Linked DNA regions of Mus musculus: region 1 is linked to region 2. The links are chromatin contacts, called in public HiChIP or PLAC-seq maps. All regions are on one chromosome and are shown on one strand. The core of a region is the stretch at or near the end of the contact, and the rest is flanking DNA. Distances in the headings are between cores, read along the strand shown. Region 1 holds the start of 4833411C07Rik (RIKEN cDNA 4833411C07 gene). Region 2 overlaps Gm32540 (a long non-coding RNA gene).

Evidence for each region. HiChIP or PLAC-seq counts read pairs in DNA pulled down with a chosen protein or histone mark.
Region 1: a contact with region 2 is called in an H3K4me3 HiChIP or PLAC-seq map of microglia, with 4 times the contacts expected there. The contact joins the promoter of 4833411C07Rik here to the enhancer-like site in region 2. A contact is called at or near these places in 1 of 39 promoter capture datasets (the C10 cell line), 8 of 484 Hi-C or Micro-C datasets (the C10 cell line, the G1E-ER4 cell line, bone marrow-derived macrophages and 3 more) and 6 of 115 datasets of contacts at active chromatin or transcription factors (bone marrow-derived macrophages, double positive thymocytes, embryonic stem cells and 2 more).

Annotation. Positions count from the first base shown.
Region 1 is chr8:10,895,988-10,901,541 of GRCm38.p6, reverse strand. 4833411C07Rik (RIKEN cDNA 4833411C07 gene) reads right to left here and starts at 1,620. Exons shown (of 3, transcript NR_102285.1): 1 at 1,391-1,620; 2 at 1,036-1,277. It overlaps Gm2814 (predicted gene 2814), which reads left to right and starts at 991. Exons shown (of 2, transcript NR_166616.1): 1 at 991-1,199; 2 at 2,313-3,373.
Region 2 is chr8:10,855,217-10,860,631 of GRCm38.p6, reverse strand. Gm32540 (a long non-coding RNA gene) reads left to right here. Exons shown (of 3, transcript XR_870139.3): 3 at 2,892-4,912. Among named protein-coding and RNA genes, the nearest start is that of Gm39130, 7.7 kb to the right of the region's middle. Within about 2 kb of position 2,576, at least 26 of the 459 cell types and tissues checked have an H3K27ac peak or open chromatin away from gene starts, as enhancers often do. A contact at or near this core is called in bone marrow-derived macrophages, liver and microglia, where this site is marked.

The DNA.
Region 1 (5,554 bases), core at 371-2,870, 42 kb before region 2:
TTACCGGGCTGAGGCCATCTTTCTTTCTCTCTCACCACAGAGGCAGACACTCAATAGTCTCAACTGTGATTGGGCATCTCATGAGCCCACAGTTTCCCTCATAGGAAGTAGGCATTTAATTTAGAGGACCTACCTTGGGTCAGGCCCAAGCTGCCTTGAGCCCTCCAGAATTTGAGATGCAGCTTCCTCTATCTCTGCCAGAGTAGCTGTGGCCCCACCCCCTCCACCCCTGCACCACCCAGTGCAGTGAGACTGTTTTGTGGGCAGTCTTCGGACCGCTCAAAGCTCTCGACTTCCCACAAGGAACTTGGAAGCACATTTGTGTGCACCTAACCCTTTATCACAGCACATGGTTCATTTGTCTGCAAATTTCTTCCAGTTTCATGTCTCAAGGAAGTTCTCTTTGAGTTGGGTTTCTGGTTATTTGAGAAGTTCCACCAGCTGACCATGGTACTTTCCAGACCTCACAGGAGAATCTTTCTGGTAGGGTTTATAAGGTTCTTGCCTTGATACTTGGACAAACTGCCTGGCGAAGCAACTTTAGGAAGCAAAGATTTGCTGTGGTTGACAGTTTCAGAGTCAGTCCACGCTGGTGAATAGCTCCTGGGCCCGGTGAGGTGAGGCAGCTATAAGCTGCATGCACAGTAAGAAACCAGGGAAGTCTTCCTTCTTTCTCTCTTTCTTTCTTTCTCTCTCTCTTTCTTTCTCTCTCTCTCTCTTTCTCTCTCTCTCTCTCTTTCTTCCTTCCTTCCTTCCTTCCTTCCTTCCTTCCTTCCTTTCTTCCTCCTCTCCTCTCCTCTCCTCTCCTCTCCCCTCCCCTCCCCTCCTCCCCTCCCCTCCCCCCCTCCCCTCCCCTCCCCTCCCCTCCCCTCCCCTCCCCTCCCCTCCCCTCCCCTCCCCTCCCCTCCCCTCCCTCCCTCCCTCCCTCCCTCCCTCCCTCCCTCCCTCCCTCCCTCCTCTCTCTCTCTCTCTCTCTTTCTTTCTTTCTTTCTTTCTTTCTCGTCTGATACCCATACTGAGCATGGATCTTCTCACCTCGATTAACCTGATATAGAAACTGTCTCCGTGACATGCTCAGAGGTCTGTTTCCATGGCGATTAAAAATCTCATCGAATTGACAATTAAGATTGACTTCCACCGAGTAAATGAACTCAGGAGACGTGGCTCAGAACCTCCGTCCCGGCTGTGGCCTGATTGAGGTGGGTGCTCTCTCTGCTAGGTCTCTCCCCACTGTGGCCTTGGTCACCTCCTGTCCCTCCTTGCTTATCCGCCATAGTCTGTGGGAGTGAATAAGGAAAGTTAGTAATAGCTAACAGACTGATTTATTTTTTTCTAGAAACAGACCACCAATCAGCTATAATTAAAACCAAACAAGACTCACTATATTTACCGTTATTTTTTAGAATCTCTGATGACTTTTCTTCGCATCAGCAGCAATGTTCCCTCTGTCAGTTGCCAGAGGCCAGCCCACGTGCTGTGTCACAGGCAGAGGTCTGCGTGGCTTCCCGGTTTTCCTTAGCCTGCCGCTTTCCCCAAAGACAGAAGAGCGTAAAAAAAAATCGTCAGAAAGTGAGGAAGGGCCATTCCCCTGCTACCTGGAATGGCTGCTGTCCTATTTCTGGAGACTTGGATAGGGACACCAGTGCACAGAGAAAACAGAGGCAGTTACATAATCACGGCCGGACCAAACAAACAAACATGTCAGACCGTTGCTTTTTCGGTGTTTGTGGGGACCTATTGCGCAATCCAGATTCATTGCGCTGACCTTGCAGCTAGCGAGTGAAAATCCCACTGAAAACAAACCAGCCAGGGTTGAGCTGAGGGAGGACAGGCGAGCAAGGGGAGGGGAGGGGAGGTCATACAGTAAACAAGCTCCTGACCCCACCTAGCCTTCCTCCTCCCAAAGTGTCTGGAAAAATAAATGATGCTTCCAAGATTACAAACCTAGGAGCTTACACTCGGGGGTGGGGGTGGGGGCACGGAGGACACACACACGTGGCGGGGGACATGAAAGACATCATGGGGAAAGGAAGTCCAGGTCAACAATAGGAGAGAATCAAAACAAACCAAACAAAACACGTGGGTGGTTGACGGTGTTAAACAATAAATGAAGGGAAGCAGTGTCTTTGGTCCCCACCCCCAGCCTTGGCCCATCTGAGCACTCTCTCCCCCAGGAGCCGGAGTCCTGGGAACGCTAATGCGAAGCACAGTGAGCTGGTACCCTGTGTTTCCTTTGCGTCTGAACAGCACAGACTGCTATCAGGCTATGAAAAGAACTAGTCTGTCAATATGTCCTTGTTTTTCTCTACCAGGAAGGAACACTTTCAGAAACCCAAAGGACCACAGCTGCCTTTTGTCATCACGCCTCTGGGAACCCAGACTTTGGAACCCACAGCCTCTTGGGGGAGGGGGCACAGGCAGCTTAGCCTGTCTGACCTCCTGCTGTGGTCCACAGCACCCTGCTTGGATGGGTTTCCTTGAAGCCCACAAGTCCCCGTCCTGAGAATACATCAGGCAGAAGAAACAGTTGACTCTGCACCACTCGGAGGAACACACACTTCTTCGGCTCAGTAAGAGATTTAAGCCGTGGTGGTGGCTACACCGAGAAACCCTGTCTCGAAAACAAAACAAAACAAAACAAAACAAAACAAAACAAGAGAGAGATTTAAGACAAGGTGATAGGCCACACAGGAGATCTAGGCCACCTCATGATCCCTTTTCTGGAGCTGTATGACTGACATCTCTCATACTTGGACAGCCACATTACCCAGGACTTATAACTCTCCTGGGAGTTTGGGGGCAGAGGTGAGCAAAAGCTGCTCTGTCTCAGTGTGGGGCGAGGAGGAAAGCAATGAAACCCTAGTCTGCCTTCTGCCATTGGCCCCGTCTACGAGGTACCCTTTCACCTCAGCCTTCATAGCTTAAAGAAAGGAAGGAAGAATTGGTGACAAGCTGTTGTGTGTTCTCACTACCTGGAGTGGACCAATTAATTGTTCAAGGCTCCTAAAATTATGTAAGAAAAAAATACAAACCCCACCCCTCCACATGCACACACACATACACGTGCACACACATGCTCACACACCCACACACATGCACACACATGTGTGCATGCAAACACACATGCATGTGCACTCACATGCTCACACACATGCACATACATGTGCATGCATACACACACGCATGTGCATACACATGTTCATACACTCACACACATGCACACACACACATGAGTACACACACACACACATGCACATACACATGCAAGTGCACACATACACACATACACACATCAATTTAGTGATTTAAATGCATGCTAAATAAATGACAGTATTTATTCTTTATAAAAACCCTTTAAATACAGACTAAAAGGAAAAACAATGGAAAAGAATCATTTGGTATATTTCCCCCACATATATTGCCTTCTTACTTGTCTGTACACATTTTAACTTTGGCCAAGAAGTCTGTCCCCCCTGCCCCCGCCCCCGCTTACTGCTCATCAGGCAGCATCCTCAGGCACAACAGTCATGAGGGCAAATGTTCTTCATGGGATAACTACTGTGAGACATGGTGGCTCTGACAGTGTGTCACGCTCACATGGGCCTTAGAAAGGACAGTAGACCACTGTCAGAGCCACAGCGAGCTATTTCTGGAGATGTAATCCACTTATCCTTAAGAGTTGTAGGAGATAGAGAGCTATGCAAAGTCTGGTCTGCGCGGCTCTCATGGACAGTGTGGCCATAATCACAGGAGAAGTTAAAGACAGACTTGAAACAGGCAATTATTGCAATGCAAGGCACGCATGATTAACTAGGAGATGAATTATTCAGGGAAGGCTGCTGTGGGAATTCAGATGAGGGAGACGCAGTGGGCAGTGCTTGATCCAGGAAGCCCTCATGGGGAAGAGGCACGGACTGATTCTAATGCTGGCCAGGGTTGGGATGAGCTGGGAAAAGTCATAGACAAGGTAAAATGTATGTTGCAGGCTTGAGAGGTTTTCTAAAATATGGAGTTTGTGGAGTAAAAAGATTGGAGCCCTACAATGTAAAGACTTCTGTCTAAGATGTTTGTTTTGAAATGCTAAGGGACATTATTCTTTTTATCCAAAGGGGAAGGAGAGAATGCTGAAGGCCTTCAGATGGCTTGTTTTTCCTTTACTTTTCTGAAGGAGACCCACTCCAGCAATGCCTGTTGTGCACACAGAGTAGGATCAGACCCACCCAGCTTGGCTTCCATGGAGCACTGGCTTCAGTATGGCCTTGCCCCAGACCCTGTACCTAGGGAGGCATTTGGATCCCAGTGGTATTTTCCATTTCATGTGTTATGACCACCTATAGCTCAACCTCTCCCAACTTAAGGTTCTGCGTCATAGATCCTGATCCTTATATAACCCAGCCCTCAGTGGTTGCTTCTGTATCTCCCCCTAAGTTCACTCCTGCTTTCTGCAACTGGCTTATTTCTGGGATGACAGGGGCCAGTTCAGCCCTGCTCCTAACATGCTGGTGTTGTGGATAGTTCTGATTTTCATATGAGGGGCTCAGCAGGCTGCACATCTGGCTCATCTCTTGACAATGTTCTGTGGCCACACAACCCTTTTGCCCCCACTTCATTGTGACAATAGTCCAGGAACCTTCTGGAATGGTAAGACACGTAGGCCTGCTAACAGATCTGTCACGCCTCCCACCTCACTTACAGCCAAGTCAGCAGTGTTGACGGTGGTGGAGAGTGAAGAACATAGAATATTGCGTAAAACACATTAGAAGAAAAATGACCAAAAGAAAAGTAGTAGTTAAGTGTAGAGCCATGAGAAGTGAGATCTGAGAAAAGGTCAGGGTTTAAAGACATGGTGTGTGAAGGATGCAAATCAAGGGACATCCAGAATGGAAGGGTTTGGGGTAGTTTAATGACTCCAGGGAACAAGAAACGGCTGGAGAATCTCCATGATGGGCTGTGCAGAGAATGAGGTGGACGTATAAATTCATGATCAGGTGAAAACGGGTGCTTCTCTCAGTATCTTCCAGAGAAAGGCACTGCCTTTATGGTTTTCTAATGATTTCTTCCTAGGCACATAGGACCAAGCCAGTGAAGGTTGAATGACTTTAGGAAGAAGGAGAGGCGGGGTCCATACCATAGGAAGAGAAGGAAAAGCCAATGGAGAGGCAGAGAAGGAAGTGATGGTGATTGGTGTGACGTGACTCAGGGTCAGATGTCAGGGACACAACTTGTCATTTCAAAATGGGCGGAAGACATACCCTGCACCTAGAAGTCACCGTGAATACGAAACAAAGTCACCACTGGGTAGTGATGGGCTCACTATTCTCAGGGGCGTTATGCTCTCCAGCCAGACCAGCCAGGCAGTCAGCATCAAACTTCAGTGAGTATCCACATGGAAGTGGGAGTGAAACCTGAGAAGAATGAATGCTATGATGCTTGCAGTCTCTCTCCAAGCCTATGTGTTGTGCACATATGTCTGCATGCGTGTGTGTGCATTTGCAAAACCAAGAGAAATCAATGTCTGTGGTTACTCCTAAAGACTAAAATCTATGGTAGAAAG
Region 2 (5,415 bases), core at 1,327-3,826:
TATACATGGACAGATTAAATAGATGTCAGGTAGATAGACACACAGACAGGTGAACATATTTATGGGAGTTTGGCTCCTGCAGTTATGGAGGAGAGAAATCCCCCAAGAGCAGGTAGTCCCTGGACAGAAGAGAATCAGCTGCAGGAAGGAGACTCTGTTTCCTGCCTTCTTTGTTCTGCCCTCCCATGGTGCCTGCCCACCCTGAGGACGGCTCTCTTCCACACTGTCCACTGACTCACAGCCTCATCTGCCCTCCCATGGTGCCTGCCCACCCTGAGGACGGCTCTCTTCCACACTGTCCACTGACTCACAGCCTCATCTGCCCTCCCATGGTGCCTGCCCACCCTGAGGACGGCTCTCTTCCACACTGTCCACTGACTCACAGCCTCATCTGCCCTCCCATGGTGTCTGCCCACCCTGAGGACGGCTCTCTTCCACACTGTCCACTGACTCACAGCCTCATCTGCCCTCCCATGGTGCCTGCCCACCCTGAGGACGGCTCTCTTCCACACTGTCCACTGACTCACAGCCTCATCTTCTCTTGAAGCTCCTCACAGGTCCATTCAGAAGGGATGCCCTACCAGTAGTCACTTCCTAGTCCAGCCCAGGTGACACCTGCACCCAACTGTCAGGTTTTATAGGAAATCGCTCTTCTTGGGTATGAATTTTGCCTGTTTCTCTTGTGTACTTGGTCGTGGGGGGTTTGTTGCAGGTGGCATTTCTATGCTTCGTGTTTTACAGGACATCGGCAGTGTCGTTAAATGAAATGGATGGTAATTACAGAGGAGTGAGCTTCGGAAGCTCCTAAATCTTCTCTGAGGATGCTGCTGTCACTACTGGTAGCTCTGCTTGCCCCTCCTACACATCCATTGCCTTTAGCATTAGAAAGCACTATTGCACAACCTAATAACTGACCCTGCGCACTTGACTGGGATCAAAATACCCGCAGCTGGGAAGACAGCTGTCAGTGAAGTTACGTAAGCACGGGGATTCATCTTCAATATCCAGGACCCACATAAAAAGCCAGGGGTGGTGGTACAGTCTTGAAATCCCAGCACTGGGGAAGCAGAGACAGGCAGGTCCCTTAAGCTCACCGGCCAACCACTATAGCCTAATCAGTGAGCTTCAGGTCCTCCAAGAGAGACAAGGTAGCCAGATCCCAAGGGGTGCTACCTGAGGCTGACCTCTGGCCTTCATATGCATGCACACACATGCCCACAAAGATCCACACAATGTGCTCCTTTGGAAAATCAAACCCACCCTATACGTCTGAGGGTTTTACTCAGTCTGGACATTACAAAGGAGTGCTGTGTCTACTATAGTCCCATTGACCTCCAGGGCTAAAGACTGGAATTCTAGGCCTCAGATATGTTACCTTCTTTGCTCAGAGATTGTTCTCAAAAATTTTAAGACACTTTCTTGCTGGCATCACCCTCTGGATCCTTCTATGTTGGCTTCCCAGGTTCTGGGTCTACAGATGTCTATAGCACCTCTGCTCTGCTTCTCGCCCAGCTTGGTGTAGAATACAGATGGTATTGTGGATGCTGGGAAGTGCTTGCTAATGGAAACTTGATATGGCTGCCTCCTGAGAGAATCTGCCAGAGCCTGACAAATACAGAGGTGGAAGCTTGCAGCCAACCATTGGACTGAGCGTAGGGTTCCCCGATGGAGGAGTTGAAGAAGGGACTGAAGGAGCTGAGGGGGTTTGCAGTCACATGGAGGGAGCAACAGTGTCAACCGGCCAGACCTGCCCCATCCCCCCAGACCCCGGGACTGGACCACCAAACAAAGAATACACATGGAGGGACCCATGGAGCTGGCTGCATGTGTGGCAGAGAATGGCTTTGTTGGACATCAATGGGAAGAGGGGTCCTAAGGGTGTAGAGGAATGCCAGTGCAGGAAGCTAGGAGTAGGTGGGTGGGTGGGGGAGCATCCTCATAGAGGTAGGGGGAGGAGAGATGGGATGGGGGTTTCAGAAGGGAGGCCTGGAAAGGGGAAAACATTTGAAATGTAAATAAAGAAAATATCCATTTTTTTTAAAAGGTGATTCCTGCGACCCTTTGGGACAAAGAGAGGATAAGCCAACCCCTGATCTACCAGGTGGTTGCGCTGCCATTGCAGCTTGCCCATAAGTCCCAGTGTTCAAATTTGAAAGGTCTCTCAGCTCTGTGAGCTGTGCTCCTTTACCTGAGAAGGAGTAGGTAGGGCCCTTGGGCAAATGCCCTGGGTTCCTTCAGGTTCTGAGGAGGCCAGATTTGTCTGGCTAGGTAGGAGTTCCCCTGGCTTGCCTCTATCGTAGGCCAGTCTGGAAAGATGCAAGGGAGAGACAGATTCGTTGATGTAGGATCTGGATGTTGCCTGCTTTTTTAAATAAAAGAAACAAAGAAATAGGTCCACTCTCTCCCAGGCCCCTGGAAAAATGTCCCATCATCCTCTGGGCATCATACAAGAACACACCCGCTGTCCTAAGGTATGAATGAGGCCAGTCTAGCTTTGGAACAAATAAACACAATGGCCTTGGGGAGCTTGGACTTCCTCTTCCTCTTTCATGGTTCCTCTTGGCAGGTTCTCATGGGAACCTGGCTTGTGGTGAGTGGACCTTTGTGCTTCTAGCTAACAAGGATGAGCAGAGGGAGACGAACTTAGGATTGGCAGTTGGGTTTTCACTGATGAACGTGGGTAGATCTCTAGTAGATACCCATCTATGACTGCTGTACTTTCATTTGTGGAGACTTCCCCAGCTAAGCTTTCATATACCCAGATGTAAAAATGAAATAAAATAAAATAAAACAAAATCTGCCAATGCCACTGAAATTGTGGTGGCAAATAGGCCATGGTGAAAAGAAGCAGATTTTCAAACTAGACTATAATTTTCATTTTTTTTTTTCAGACTACAGAATTCAGGTGACAGAATCTCATTAAACACACAACCATTCAGAGTATCAGGCATGAAATCCTGGAGTCTTCCCTGATTGCATAGTGCTCTTAAAAGCCCGGACAGTCAAAAGGCGTGACCAAGCCTCAGGGGGCAGAGGCTGCTCAGTGCCAAGGCCTCCTGCCCTCCAGCCCAGCTTGCCTCTGCTCACTCGATATAGGCTTATCTGTCACTCGGGGTCAAATGGAAACTTCCAAGCCGCCGTGTGCTCATACACATGGGCTGTGTCGTATCAATGACGTGCCTCCCTTGGAAAACAAAACACCGTCCCTCACAGTTGTCCCCTTGTGCGTAGACAGTGGCAAATGCTTATTTGCTAAACCTCCCGTCTCCTTCATTTCTGGGTCCCATTGAGATCATGGAAACACAAAGTAAATACCCACAGAAGAAAAAAAATGGCCCTGAGAGTATTTATTTAAGAGTATTGTTCCAGGATATGCACAAAGATAAAGACTGTGTAATGAATGGCGACTCCGGAGGCCAAGCACCAAGACGTTCTATCCTGTACCAGCAGTTACCCTGGCCAGGAAGAGGCCGTGTGCTACCTCAGGACATGCCCTTATAAAAGAGTCACCTTGCCAAGCTGCCAACTGGTTCTCTTTACCCTAGAGGATCAAGGGAAAGAACAAAGGGAGGAGGCAGGTGTGATCTGATCCATTCACAGCCACAGGAGTATACAGACAGGCAGGGACTTTTTTCCTGGAGAAGGGACAACAGATGGTGTCAGAGAAGAACATTAGTATTATGCCATACCTACAGATTCCAGAGAGCCCAGGTAGGGCTGTGGGTCTGTGAAACACTAGTATCTAGTAGCTAGCTCTCTCAGGAATGTGGGGCAGGGGGATTCCGGCCTTGTAGAAGCCGCATGGCAGGAAAACAGGTCTCCACTGGGTTCAGGTGTCTCTAAGACTCAGAGAAAGGTCTCTAAGACCCAGAGAAAGGTTCATTTAACTTCCAATGCTCCCCCCCCCCCCACACACACACGGAAACCTCGAATGAAGGGACAGCAATTTGGAAGCAAGTCAAATGAAATACAGAGCGGAAACCCACTCACGTCTCTGCATGCTTAATGATCATTGACTTTTAAAATGGGTTTTGAAATAAAAAGCCTTCTGGAAGAAATGCAGATTTGAAGGGATTACTAGAAAGCACGGATCGAGTACCCTGCTGTCTGCATTAATTCCTCCATAGGTGGGAACTCTGCCGGCCTCCTGATTTCCTATGTTCGCGTATCTGCAGTCCAATTATTAGACGGCAAAAAGCCATAGAGGCCCCTGGATGGGCCTAGGAGCAGATTTTTCATAAACAGACCTGTTGGTTCACCCTTAGCTCATGAAGCCGCTGCTTAAGGAGACTGTGAGAAATACAGTCAGACAAGACAGGGCACTGGCAGCTTCCTGCTTCACATAACATGTTCATCCAAGCACACCCAACTGATGTGGGACACTTTCTGTTCTTTCTCTGACTTCACATCTTTACCAGATGGAGTGGATTAGACTCCCTGTTTCCTCAAAGCACAACTGGGCCAATGCTGGCTGGCTAGCAAGCTCTTGGAATTCACCTGTTTTCATCCCCACCTAATCCTGGGGTTGTAGGCACAGGCAGCCATGCCTGGAGTTTTACATGAGTGCTGGAGACTTGAACTCAGACTTTGCTTGCAAAACCAAAGATCTTATCCACGGAGCCACCTATCAGACTCCTATATATGGAGTCTCTGAGAGCTAGCCTGGTATGCTGGTGCACTCTGCAATTCTAGGACTGACAGGTTGGGGCAGGAGAATCTTGAGTTGGAGGCCAGTGAGACACTGTCTCAAAAAAACAAGGGCTGGGCCTGTGACTCAGTGGTAGAATATTTGCTTTGAAGTGTGCATCCAAGCCGATAGATTCTGCTGCTTCTGCCTTTCCCCCTCGTCTCCTCTTCTCTTGCCTTCTTCTCTTTTGACTCCTCTATGTGTATGTGTTTATTTTAGGATAGGCTTATTTTTTTCCCCAGTGAAGATCTTTGGCAGAAAATTGCATATAGTATTATATATAATTTCACCTAATACATAATTATATATAATTCTGTTAGCGACGTTACATAAGGAAGCAGAGTCTTGTTCGTCACTTCTTAGTGGGTAACATTGTGGAGATGCTACAACAGTTTCAGACTGAGATAAATTTGGCTCAATATTTGATCTTATTTTATTTACTTTTCTTAAATTTACTTATGTAGAGAACACAGGACAGATCAAGAAAAAAAGAATTGTGGAGGGGGGGGAGAGAAGGTGGAGGAGGAGGGGGGGGCTGAGAAAACTCAAGTTGAGAACAGAGAACAAGAGAACAATGTCAGGGAGATGAGAAGGGGCCAGAGAAGAACAGGGAACAGAGACCTGGTGATCACATGTGGCACAGGACCAGTGTGTGACGTATGCTCAGAGTTCAACAGAAAAAGAGAATGCTAGCTGGGCGGTGGTGGCGCACGTCTTTAATCCCAGCA